Regions from separate parts of the Pan troglodytes genome. Here regions 2, 3 and 4 are each linked to region 1. Evidence: chromatin contacts called from public HiChIP or PLAC-seq data. All regions are on one chromosome and are shown on one strand. The core of a region is the stretch at or near the end of the contact, and the rest is flanking DNA. Distances in the headings are between cores, read along the strand shown. Region 1 holds the start of HIC1 (HIC ZBTB transcriptional repressor 1). Region 2 holds the start of SGSM2 (small G protein signaling modulator 2). Region 3 holds the start of TLCD2 (TLC domain containing 2). Region 4 holds the start of PRPF8 (pre-mRNA processing factor 8).

Region 1 (2,700 bases), core at 5-2,504:
CAGTGACCCTTTTGGAGACAGTTACCGGATTTAAGTAAAATGTCCGCTTCAGGAAAAGTCATTCAGGGCGGAGAAGTTTACCCAAGTAGGGAGAAAGGGAGCCGAGGAACCAGCGCCTCCCGCCTCGGGAGAAGTTGCCCCAGTTGGGGGAAGTGATACGGAGGAGGGGAGCGCGGTGCCCGCCCTGGCGCCGCCCTGGCCGGGGGCTGTCAACCCTCGGTCGGGGCCCGGGCGGCGGCCGCGCGGGGAGCGGAGGCAGCGGCTGCCGTGGCGGGCAGAGCGCGAAGGCCGGGCCCGGCGCGGGGAGGGCGTTATATCGGGGCAGGAGGCTGAGGCAGGAAGCAGGTGGGGGGGAGGGGGGAGCCACGCAGCTCCCAGGGGAGGGAGGGGGCAGCGCCCCGGGCGGGCACGGCGCACAGCCGGCTGCGGCCCTGACCCGGGCCTGCGCCCCACCCGCGTCCCGGCCTCGGCCTGGGCCCTACACGCGCGGGCCCGGCGCCTCCCTCCGCGGCTCCCCCGGCCCCTTCTCCCCCGGAACTCCGCCGCCCCAAACTTGGGGAAAAGTTTTCCAACTGCAGACAGGGCGGGAGGAGTGCGCCGGCCCCAGGCCCTCGGCTCGCAGCTCTTCCTCGCGGCCCCCAAATCTGGCGGCAGAGCCCGGAGCCGAGCCCTGAGCTCCCCTGCCCGCTGCTCGCCCGCCCGACCCCGTTCCCTTCCTGGCCCGCGGGGCCCCGCGGCCCGTTACCTGCGGTCCCGGCGGGCCGGGCTCCCCTCCCCGCGGCGGTGGCAGCTCTTAGCCGATGCCCCACCCGCCGCTGCCAGGCCCCGAGCTGTGCCAGGGCAGCGCCCCTGCCAGCCCCGCCCGCCAGCTCCCCTTCCCTTCCCCTCGCCTCTCCAGCCCATGTGCGGGCAGAGCCGGACCCGAGCCGCTGACCCCGCCGTGAACCCGGCGCGGAGCCGCGGCCCGGTGGTCCTGAGTCCGAAAGGGACGACACCCGGAGCCCTGAACGCCAGCCGCCAGCCGCGATGGGGCACCCGCGCCAGAAGATGCGCCCGAGGCGGCCGACGCACGAGGACCGGGCTGTCCCGGGTCCCCCATCCCTCCCGGTCCCCGGCTCGAGGACCCACCTGGGGGGCATGTCGAAAGCCCCGGGCCCGGCTGACGGCGGATCCAGGGGGGACGTGGCTGCGCTGCCCTCCGCCCGCCGGGCCCCCGGTCGGTCTGTCCTGCTGGTCCGTCCTCCCCGCGTCCTGGTCGCGTCTCAGCCCCGCCGCGCTTTCCGCACACTCTTATCTGGAGCGGCCCGGGCCGGCGGGCGCTGCTGCGGCTATGGCGCCACCTCGCGGGCGCGCAGGGCTCTGCGCGGCAGGCCGCTGCCTTCCTCCCGCGCACCTGAGCTGGAGGCGCACAGATGCTGAGCCCGCGGGGAGGGGCCCACCCTACCCGCAGGTTCGCCCTCCCACCTGTACCCACCTGGGACCCCGACCCCAGACACGCGAGTCCCAGAAACCCTGGGGCTTTGAGCTGAGCGCTCCCATGTACGTATTTCTAGGCACACAGCCCCAATTCGGAAAAGTCCTGCCCGCAAGCGCCGGACTCGGGTGGTGGGGGTGGAGGAGAGGTTATCCTGCGCAGTAGCCGAGCTCTCCTGGAACTCCCCGTAGACATTACTGTACGGCACTGTCCACTTGGACGCACTCCCCAACACACCCACCCTCAGGCGCATGGATTCGGTGTGCGCGGCATAAACTGATTTGTCCCCAGCCCTATCCAGGCACTGATACTAACAGGCGCTCATGTTTCCAGAAGCACACCCGCCCCTTCCCGCAGCCCTAGCGCTCTGGGATACTCCAGGGGCAGCCACGTAGGGCCCTCCGGGAACCTGGGCAGAGGTGTTACCCACACAGCCCGCCCTGAACTTTCGGGTCTCCTAAAGGAACCCACGACGAGTCATCAGGGCGACTGGAAGTGGCTGGACAGCGCCTCCGGGGGGTCCAAAGAAGTAACCATGGGGCCCTAGAATCCCCCTGTACGCCGTTTTGAAGAATCCCGCGTGGACTTTTTCTCCAACCCACCCGCCCGAAGGAAACAACAGGGGCGCCTGCGCCTGGGACCCCGCAAGGTCCCGCGCCCCACGTGAAGGTCAGGTTTGTGTGGGTGACGTCTCTTCTGGGAGAAAGGGGACCCCGCACTGTCGCGCCGCTGCTCGCAGTACTACTCCGGAAGTGGCCCCGTGCAGCCCCGCCGCGCACCAAGCCTCCTGCGAACGCCGGATCTCCGCGGCCCACGCTCCGCCTCCGCCCCGCACCTCCTGACCCCCGCCCACACACGGCGTGGAGCGGGGAGGGGGGGGGGTCCCCGAGAACTCCGCCGCTTCCGATTGGCTGCGCCTCCCTCCGCCGCGGAGCGCGAGGGGCTGGGGCGCTGCGTTACCATGGCAACCGATGAGGTGCGCCCAGATCCTGTCCCTCCGAGGCCTTGGAGAGCTTAGCAACCGCGCTCGCCGCCCCCCGCGCTGTCCTCTGGCCCCCATGGCCCCGCCAGAGGTACCGGCTGAGTCACCGGGCGAGGGGCAGCGGGCGCGGCTACCAGCGGCCCCCGAGCGACACCAAGGTCTCGGGCGCCCCCCGGAGGCTCCCTTTGCTGCGCAGGCGACTTCACGGCTTCGGTGCCTGGAGGAGGCTTCGGTCCAAACAAGT
Region 2 (2,700 bases), core at 119-2,618, 280 kb before region 1:
ACGCACCACCACCCCTGGCTTATTTTGGTATTTTTAGTAGAGACGGGGTTTCACTATATTGGCCAGGCTGGTCTCGAACTCCTGAGCTCAGGTGATCCACCCGCCTAGGCCTCCGAACGTGCTGGGATTACAGGCGTGAGGTAACTTTTATATATATATATATATATGGGAGACGGCATAGAGAGGAAGAAATCTAGACTCATAGAAGTTAAGTAACTCACTCAAGGTCACACAGAACTAGGTCCAGACTATTCCAAAATGTATGCTTTCCAAACACCAGGCCTCGAAGTCTCCAAAATCAGCACATTTATTTACCAAACAGTCACGGAGTGCCTACAGTATGCCAGGCACTGGATACAAGGCAGTGGACGAAACAGAGGGTCTCCTGCCCTGGTGGAGTTTACTTACCAGGCAGACAACAGCCACAGAGGCAGGCAGGGGAAGGAGGCCCAATGTATTCTAAGCTGCGCTGTGGGTTGGAGCTCTCCAGCTCTCATATGGGAGTGAGTCATTCACATGGTCACTGCCCCCCACCCGAAATGGAAATGGGCTTTTGGGCAGGGTCAAGGTAAACGGAGTTAGTAGAGGGAAGGACTGCTTCTCTTTCTGAAGTAGGGGGGCTTCCCTCAAAAGGGAAAAACTTCCGAGTGTTAAAAACCATTCCAAACAAGCCCCTGGTCCCTGGCTAAGGAGGTGGGCGTGGAGGGAGAAACTGAGGTGTGCGGCGCACTCCTCCGGCAGCGAGCACTCCGTAGCTGGAGGCACAGCGGACGTCGGACAAGGGGGAGCTCAGCCCGCACGACACCCACTTAGGACGTGGGGAAGCTCGGCCCGCACGACACCCACCTGCGCCGCGGGAGCTCGCGCGGGGCCCCGCCCCCTCCCCTGGCGGCGCGGGCACTGAATGGGCAGCTCCGGATCCAGCCATCCCCGCCATTGCCGCCACCCCTCCCCCGGCCTCGGGCTCCCAGCGCCGCTGCCGTCACTGGGCGGGGAGCTGCGGGGCTGCGAAGCAAACAAGCCGGGAGCGCCGGCCGGGTCCCCCGGGCAGAGGGGCGCTGCCCTCCCCCATCCGAGAAAGGGGAAGGAGGCGCAGCCCGTCCAGGACCCGCCCCGCCCGGCCCAGGTTCGGCCCGCGTGCCCGCGCCGGGGGGTGGGCGCGGACCTTTCTGCCCCCTGGGCCGCGCGGGCCAGGGCGCGAGCCCCCCGGGGTTCTTGACTCGACTTTACCTCCTTCTTCACGTTCCACAGCAGTTTCTCTTTGACTGCGTCCTCTGCGCTGCCCATGGTGTGGCAGGAGGCGGCGCCGAGCGGTCCTCAGAGCCCCCGCGCCCTCGCCGCCTCCGCGCCTCTCGGCTCAGCGCCCCACGCGCAAGGCGGAGCCCCCGCCCGCCGCGCTCCCGGCCCGCCGCCGCCGCCGCCGCCGCAGCCACTGCCCGGTGCTCGGCTCCGCAGCCATCTTCCGAGCCCCGCACAGACGTCAGGCGGCAGGCCCGGCCCCTTCCCACAGCCGGAGGGGGGTTGCGCACAGCGACGGGGGATCGGGGCGGGGAGAGGCCGTGCGCGCCTAGGGGCGGCAGACCCGGGCGCGCGCCACGGGGGTCGCTGTCATGGCAACGCACCCGCTCCCGCATGGAGGGCGCCAAGCCGCATTGTGAGCGCTGGCCCTGGAGCCCGCGGCCCCGCGGCTAAGAGCGAGCCTCGGTCCCGCTGAAGCTCCCCTGACTTCTGCCTGCTCCCTCTCCCGACGGGACGGAAGGGGCCGGGGCTCGGGCATGGGGTCCCCTGCGGTCCGAGCCTGCCCACGGCGAAGCCGGTGCAGCCTGGCCCCGTGACCCCTCTGAATCCCCGTCCGGCCGTCGCCGTGCAGTTGTCAAGTTTCTGGGAAGATTAGTGGGAGCGCAGCCGCCCGAGCCCGACGGCCGGAGGGTCGCGGCCAGTCCCCCTTGCCGGGTCGCCACGTCCCACAAGGTCCTTCCCGGCCGCTCCGTGGGAGGCGGGGCGCAGGTTGGAGTAACAGGGACGGGCTTGAGCTGGTACGGAACCGGGCAAGGTGAGAGAAGTGTCTTCCACGCGATTCCCAAGCCTCGCTAGGGAATCGAGGGAGAAGAAAGGTTGCTCAGAGTGATAAAGAACATGCCGTTGCAAACGGAAGAGCAAAGTGCCCGAATCTAGGTGACAGGAAGGGCTTAGGCCTTTTCGGCACGAATGGAGCCTTCCAGTCAACATGCTTCTATGTGATGCAGCTTTATAGCGCAAAAAAATGACAATGCAAGGGGTACAAACAGCCCTGCTGGACCAACAGCCCGAGGCTCGACAGTCTACATCCGGCGCCTTCAAGCCCCCAACCACACACTGCGAAGTGGGAAAAGTTCCCAGCGCGGATTGGCGAACCCGGTAACACGGCGCTCTCACGAGCTGCTGGAAAACGCCTTCGCGAGAGGGCGCAGGGAGTCCCGCCCCCTGGAGGGCCCGCCCCCTTGGAGGGGACCGGAAGCGCTTGTCCTGGCCCGGAAGCAGTGCTGACTCCGTACACGCGCGCTGCGGCATGGCGGCCCACCGCCCCGGCCCGCTCAAGCAGCAGAATAAAGCTCATAAAGGCGGACGGCATCGGGGTCGGGGATCTGCACAGCGGGACGGCAAGGGTAAGGAGATAACGTAGAAGGAATAAGGGCTATTTGGCCGTTATTAACTCTTTTT
Region 3 (2,700 bases), core at 118-2,617, 350 kb after region 1:
GTTTTTTAAAATATGGGTGTATACTTGTATACGTAGAGCAGATAAAAAAGACGGAAGGCATACTAAAAAATGTTGAGTGGTTATCTTTGTATGGTGGAACAAAGTCACTGTAATTTTCATCTTTGGTTTTTCTGTAATTTCCAAATTTTCTACATTTTGTATTTCATATAATAAATATAATTTAAGAGATCAGTGTTATTATTTAAACCTTTGGAGAGGTGGGAGTAGAAGAATGAAGGGAAGACCTCAGCTTTTTTGGTGAGAAGGTTTGGTTGGGGCACCTCTTGGTTTATGAACTTAATTCTTTGAAGTAGCTGGAATCCTCCCTCTCAGCCTGCAGGAAACAGCTCTGACTTGCTGACTGTCTGCCAGCTGAAGAGGTGGAGTGGAGTAAGGTGGAAGGAAAGCAGTGCAACCTGGGGCTCTTCAGGTGGTGAGGGGCTGGGGGAGGCTCTTCCTCTTAAGGCTGGAGGGTTCCGGAATCCTAACCCCCCTGCTACTGAGAGCAGGACAGGTCTGTTTTTCTCTTCTGACTCTGTCCCAGCCTTGAAGGGACCCTGTGTTACCTTTCCTTGCCCTCGGATTGAAGATATTCTACCCACCCAACGGGTACCAAGCCCTTGGGGAAGGAAGTGCTTTTCAAGACTGGGGGCCAGCGATTCCCTTTTGCGTCCTCTTCCTAATGAGGCTCCTCCGTAGGGCCGAAAACAATGCTGGGGGTCGGGCCGGGGCCCAGTGGGTCGCTTCTCCAACATGGGGGCTCCTGGGGGTTGTGGGGGAGGGGGAGCAGAACTGCTGGAATTACAGGTTTGCCGGGATATGGTAAAGGCGTGGAAACCTCAGGAGGCAGAAGGGGTGACTCCAAGAAAGTGGGGCACCCCGTCCCCACCACGGACGCGGGGAGGGAAGTGGGGGCGGCGGCCAGGCTCGGGCAGGTACGAGTGGGCTGCGCTAGCCTCTGCCTTGCAGGGTGTGGCGGTGGGTGGTGATGACGCTCAGCAGGTGAAAGTCGCGGGAGCCGGGAAGAGGAGGTCAAGGTTCGTGGGTGGGGCCCGGGAGTGTCAGGTGAGGTTAGACTGGAGACCCAGGTCTGCAACTCCAGCGCTTCAGGACGCTTGGAGCTGGGGAGGACCCCTATTGGCGAACATCCCGGAGGCCCCCCGAGCTCCAGGGCATGGTCTACTGCCCGGAGCCCCCGAACCGCTCCCCCGGCTGGAGCAAGACGCAATCGGTGGCCAAGGCTCCGGGGGCGGCGGCCCCGCGGCTGCTCCAATCACCGCACAGGCGAGGGACTGGGCGTGGACGAACGGGGAAAAGTTCCTGCTGATCCCGAAGGCGCGGCGGGGAGGGGAGCCGGGGCCCCAGCCCTGCCGGGAAGCGGGTTCCCAGTCCCGGCCGAGAGCGCGGGCGCCGAGGGGACCGACCCGGACCCCCCGCACCCCCCCAACCGCCAGGCCATGGCTCCCACGGGGCTCCTGGTGGCCGGCGCCTCCTTCCTCGCGTTCCGGGGGCTGCACTGGGGGCTGCGGCGGCTCGGGACCGCTGACAGTGGTGGAACCTCTGCGTCTCCCTGGCGCACAGCCTGCTCTCGGGGACCGGGGCGCTGCTCGGGTGCGGGCTTGGGGGCTCGAGGCGCACGGGGCGAGGGCGAGGGGTGGGAGGCTGAGGCCGGGAGACCCGCCGGGCGTCTCCAGAGCTGAGACTGGGGTGGGGGTGCGCACAGGGAGACTGCGGCCGGGGCCTCGAGAGGCTGACCATGCCCCCCCCCCATGTCCCCACCCCATGCCCCCAGCCTGTCACTGTACCCTCAGATGGCCGCCGACCCCATCCATGGCCACCCGCGCTGGGCTCTGGTGCTGGTGGCTGTGTCTGTGGGTGAGTCTGCAGGGAAGGCTGGGCCGGTGGTGGGGATGGGGCGGGGGGCAGCTTCTGCTGTCCTTCGAGGTCCATTCCCCGCCCCCATGGGGGTTAAACGTTCCTGAAGGCTTTACCGAGGGAAAACGAAGAACTGGGAGAGGGGCGGGGCGGGGGGGCTGGAAATCCTCTCTAAGCTGCCCGGGCTCTGGAGCAGCCTAACCCCTACCCCCATGCCCACAGGTTACTTCCTGGCAGACGGAGCTGACCTGCTGTGGAACCAGACCTTGGGCAAGACCTGGGATCTTCTCTGTCATCATTTGGTGGTGAGACTCTGAGGGGAGAAGCCAGACAGGAAGGGAGGAGGGGAGCCCTGTTCAGCCCGAGGTTCCCAGTCTCTCCTCATTCTTTTTTTTTTTTTTTTTTTTGAGACGGAGTCTCACTCTGTCACCCAGGCTGGAGTCCAGTGGTTCGGCCTCTGTTCACTGCAACCTTCGCCTCCTGGGTTCAAGCAATTCTCCTGCCTCAGCCTCCCACGTAGCTGGGATTACAGGCACCTGCCACCATGCCCAAGTAATTTTTTGTATTTTTAGTAAAAACGGGGTTTCTCCATGTTGGCCAGGCTGGTCTCGAACTTCTGACCTCAGGTGATCCGCTCACTTCAGCCTTCCAAAGTGCTGGGATTACAAGCATGAGCCACCGCCCCTGGCCCTCTCTTCATTTTTCTGTCCTATAATTTCCCACAGTTTCTGCCCCCAGCTGGTGCTTGGCTCCCAGTCTTAGGCTGAGTTAGGGGGAGGAGGCGGCTGCTGGCCACAGCTGGGGAGTCCAGATACCCACCAGGCC
Region 4 (2,700 bases), core at 186-2,685, 380 kb after region 1:
GGCTGGTCTTAAACTCATGAGTTTAACAAACCCTCTCGCCGCTGCCTCCCAACGTGCTAGGATATACAGGTATGAGTCACCGTGCCCGGCTTCTTTCTTAACTCTTTCTAGTAGTTCTACCACTTGGGATTACCTTTTTCCTTCCTCTCCATTTACCTTTATGAAATCCTCACATCCATCCATCTCCATCAAATCTTTAACAATTCTCCTCTGTCTTTTTTGACTGTAGGGACCTTCAGAACACCCAGCCCTTGCTGAAACTCCCCATTGCATTAAAAAATAGATTTCAGGCCGGGCATGGGGGCTCATGCCTGTAATCCCAGCATTCTGGGAGGGCCGAGGCAGGAGGATTTCGTAAGGTCAGGAGTTTGAGACCAGCCTGGCCAACATAGTGAAACCCTGTTTCTACTAAAAATACAAAACTTAGCCGGCAGTAGTGGCGCGTGCCTGTAATCCAGCTACTCTGGAGACTGAAGCAGGAGAATTGCTTGATCCTGGGAGGTGGAGGTTGTGGTGAATTGAGATCGCGCCATTGCACTCCGGTCTGGGCAACAGAGTGAGACCCTGTCTCAAAAAAACAAAAGGAATATTTAAAAAATTTTTACCGTTCTGAAAGCACATTGACATCCTTTGAATTTTTTTCTAATTATTTCACTTTGATTTGTAAATTCTCAACTAGATTCAGGGGCTGTATGGGTTACAATTCCTCTGCACCCTCCACGGAATTTCAGACTTTTTTTTTTCCCCCGAGACAGAGTCTCGCTCTGTCACCCAGGCTGGAGTGCAGTGGCGCGATCTTGGCTCACTGCAACCTCCCCCTCCCGGGTTCAAGCGATTCTCCTGCCTCAGCTTCCCGAGTAGCTGGGACTACAGGCGCCCGCCACCACGCCCGGCTAATTTTTGTATTTTTAGTAGAGACGGGGTTTCACCATGTTGGCCAGGCTGGCCTCGAACTTCTGGCTTTAAGTGATCCGCCTGCCTCGGCCTCCCAAAGTGCTGCGATTCCAGGCGTGAGCCACCGCGCCCGGCCAAGGTCTTAATTCTTGCCTGCCTTTCTGCTCCCCTGTGAACTCTACTGGTTGTCTTTTTTCCTGCTTTATCCCTCGTCCTTGGTAGACAGTGATGGTTAAATGAATGAATGCATGAACAAATGACTGTCCAGGAGCTAGTACTGCATTGCATGTACACATTGATGACAACAGACATCGTACAATGCGCAATCTTGGCAAATTTATTCAAACCCTTTAGACTTCGGTCTCTCACAGTGCGACGCCGGGAGCCCATCACGCTGAGGTCTGTCAGAGGCCCCAGAAACAGCCTCGGAAATGGAGGAGGCGGGGCTTCACCCCGACCACACCCCCTTGCGTTCAAAGCCTTTCCGCCTATGGGCCCGCCTCCTCGGCGCAGTGTGCAACTCTAATTGGTCGTCTCACTAATCCATCTGAGCACCTCGGCGCCGACTGGATCAACTGCTGAACTCGGGTTGCGCACTTCCCGGCGCTGGGAACGAGGAGCGGACGCAGACTGGCCGCCATTGCGCTGCGGGGAAAGCGGCCTCTTGTGTGAGGGCCTGTGAGGTGCGTGGCAGGCGTTTAAGGCCGGGCTGCGGGAGGCGTGGTCGGGTCGGGGCGAGTGACCGAAGGGGTTAGGCCGGGCGGGGCTGGATGCACTGTGTGGCGGGACTGCAGGCCGGGGTCCCCGGACGCCTTTCTGCTGCGCTTCTTGTGGGCCCGGGCCTGTGGTTAGTGAATTTTTTTATCCCGCCGCTCCCCAGATTCTCCGGATATGGCCGGAGTATTTCCTTATCGAGGGCCGGGTAACCCGGTGCCTGGCCCTCTAGCCCCGCTACCGGACTACATGTCGGAGGAGAAGCTGCAGGAGAAAGGTGAGGCGGGAGTGTGGAGCGGCGCGCGGGCCGGAGGCGGGGCGGGTGTGCGCGCGCGCAGGCGGGTGGGGACCCTCCCCGTTTGGGCAGCTCCTGAGGTGTCAGCTCCCTTGTTATTTCCAGTTAATTTTTCATCAAGTCATTTTAAGCGCGTATTATTTGCAAGCGCTGATCCAGCGGGGGTACAGTAGTGACGGAGACAAAATTCCTGTCCTTACGGGGTTTAAATTACAGCGGGAGAGATAGACAATAACAAAACCTCGAGGCTCTGTAATAAAAATGTCAGGCCGGGCGCGGTGGCTCACGCTTGTAATCCCAGCACTTTGGGAGGCCCAGGCGGGCGGATCACCTGAGGTCAGGAGTTCCAGACCAGCCTGGCCAACACAGTGAAACCTCGTCTCTACGAAAAATACAAAAATGAGTCGTGTGTGGTGGCGCGTCTCTATAATCCCAGCTACTGGGGAGGCTGAGGCAGGAGAATGGCTTGAACCCAGGAGGCGGAGGTTGCAGTGAGCCGACATCGCACCATTGCACTCCAGCCTGGGAGACAGAGCGAAACAACTCTCAAAAAAATAAAAAAAAAGTCAGATAGTGATCAATGTGATGAAAGGAAAAATAGAGTAAAATGGTAAGGGAATTGGCAAGGGGTGCTTCTTCCTGCTGGTGCCTGCTCCTCCCTCACACTCACTGACAGGAGCTTACCCTAGGGCAAGAGGTGAAGAGGATTAGGCGAGGGTGTGCAGGCCTTTAAACTGAGGTTCCTTTCCAGCTCGAAAATGGCAGCAATTGCAGGCCAAGCGCTATGCAGAAAAGCG

What was found. HiChIP or PLAC-seq counts read pairs in DNA pulled down with a chosen protein or histone mark.
Region 2: a contact with region 1 is called in an H3K4me3 HiChIP or PLAC-seq map of stem cell-derived excitatory neurons, with 5 times the contacts expected there. The contact joins the promoter of SGSM2 here to the promoter of HIC1 in region 1. A contact is called at or near these places in 1 of 7 Hi-C or Micro-C datasets (blood) and 1 of 1 datasets of contacts at active chromatin or transcription factors (stem cell-derived excitatory neurons).
Region 3: a contact with region 1 is called in an H3K4me3 HiChIP or PLAC-seq map of stem cell-derived excitatory neurons, with 6 times the contacts expected there. The contact joins the promoter of TLCD2 here to the promoter of HIC1 in region 1. A contact is called at or near these places in 1 of 7 Hi-C or Micro-C datasets (stem cell-derived neural progenitor cells) and 1 of 1 datasets of contacts at active chromatin or transcription factors (stem cell-derived excitatory neurons).
Region 4: a contact with region 1 is called in an H3K4me3 HiChIP or PLAC-seq map of stem cell-derived excitatory neurons, with 6 times the contacts expected there. The contact joins the promoter of PRPF8 here to the promoter of HIC1 in region 1. A contact is called at or near these places in 1 of 7 Hi-C or Micro-C datasets (stem cell-derived neural progenitor cells) and 1 of 1 datasets of contacts at active chromatin or transcription factors (stem cell-derived excitatory neurons).

Annotation. Positions count from the first base shown.
Region 1 is chr19:12,546,700-12,549,399 of NHGRI_mPanTro3-v2.0_pri, reverse strand. It overlaps HIC1 (HIC ZBTB transcriptional repressor 1), which reads right to left and starts at 1,254. Exons shown (of 2, transcript XM_016931176.3): 1 at 1,129-1,254.
Region 2 is chr19:12,830,342-12,833,041 of NHGRI_mPanTro3-v2.0_pri, reverse strand. It overlaps SGSM2 (small G protein signaling modulator 2), which reads right to left and starts at 1,368. Exons shown (of 24, transcript XM_511260.8): 1 at 1,231-1,368. The coding sequence starts at 1,287. TSR1 (TSR1 ribosome maturation factor) reads left to right here and starts at 1,460. Exons shown (of 15, transcript XM_003315291.6): 1 at 1,460-2,645. The coding sequence starts at 2,549.
Region 3 is chr19:12,192,321-12,195,020 of NHGRI_mPanTro3-v2.0_pri, reverse strand. It overlaps TLCD2 (TLC domain containing 2), which reads left to right and starts at 1,367. Exons shown (of 3, transcript XM_054669934.2): 1 at 1,367-1,611; 2 at 2,098-2,180. The coding sequence starts at 1,458. It overlaps LOC129137515 (a long non-coding RNA gene), which reads left to right. Exons shown (of 5, transcript XR_010152744.1): 5 at 1-187.
Region 4 is chr19:12,166,978-12,169,677 of NHGRI_mPanTro3-v2.0_pri, reverse strand. PRPF8 (pre-mRNA processing factor 8) reads left to right here and starts at 1,435. Exons shown (of 43, transcript XM_016931138.4): 1 at 1,435-1,577; 2 at 1,775-1,885; 3 at 2,655-2,700. The coding sequence starts at 1,786.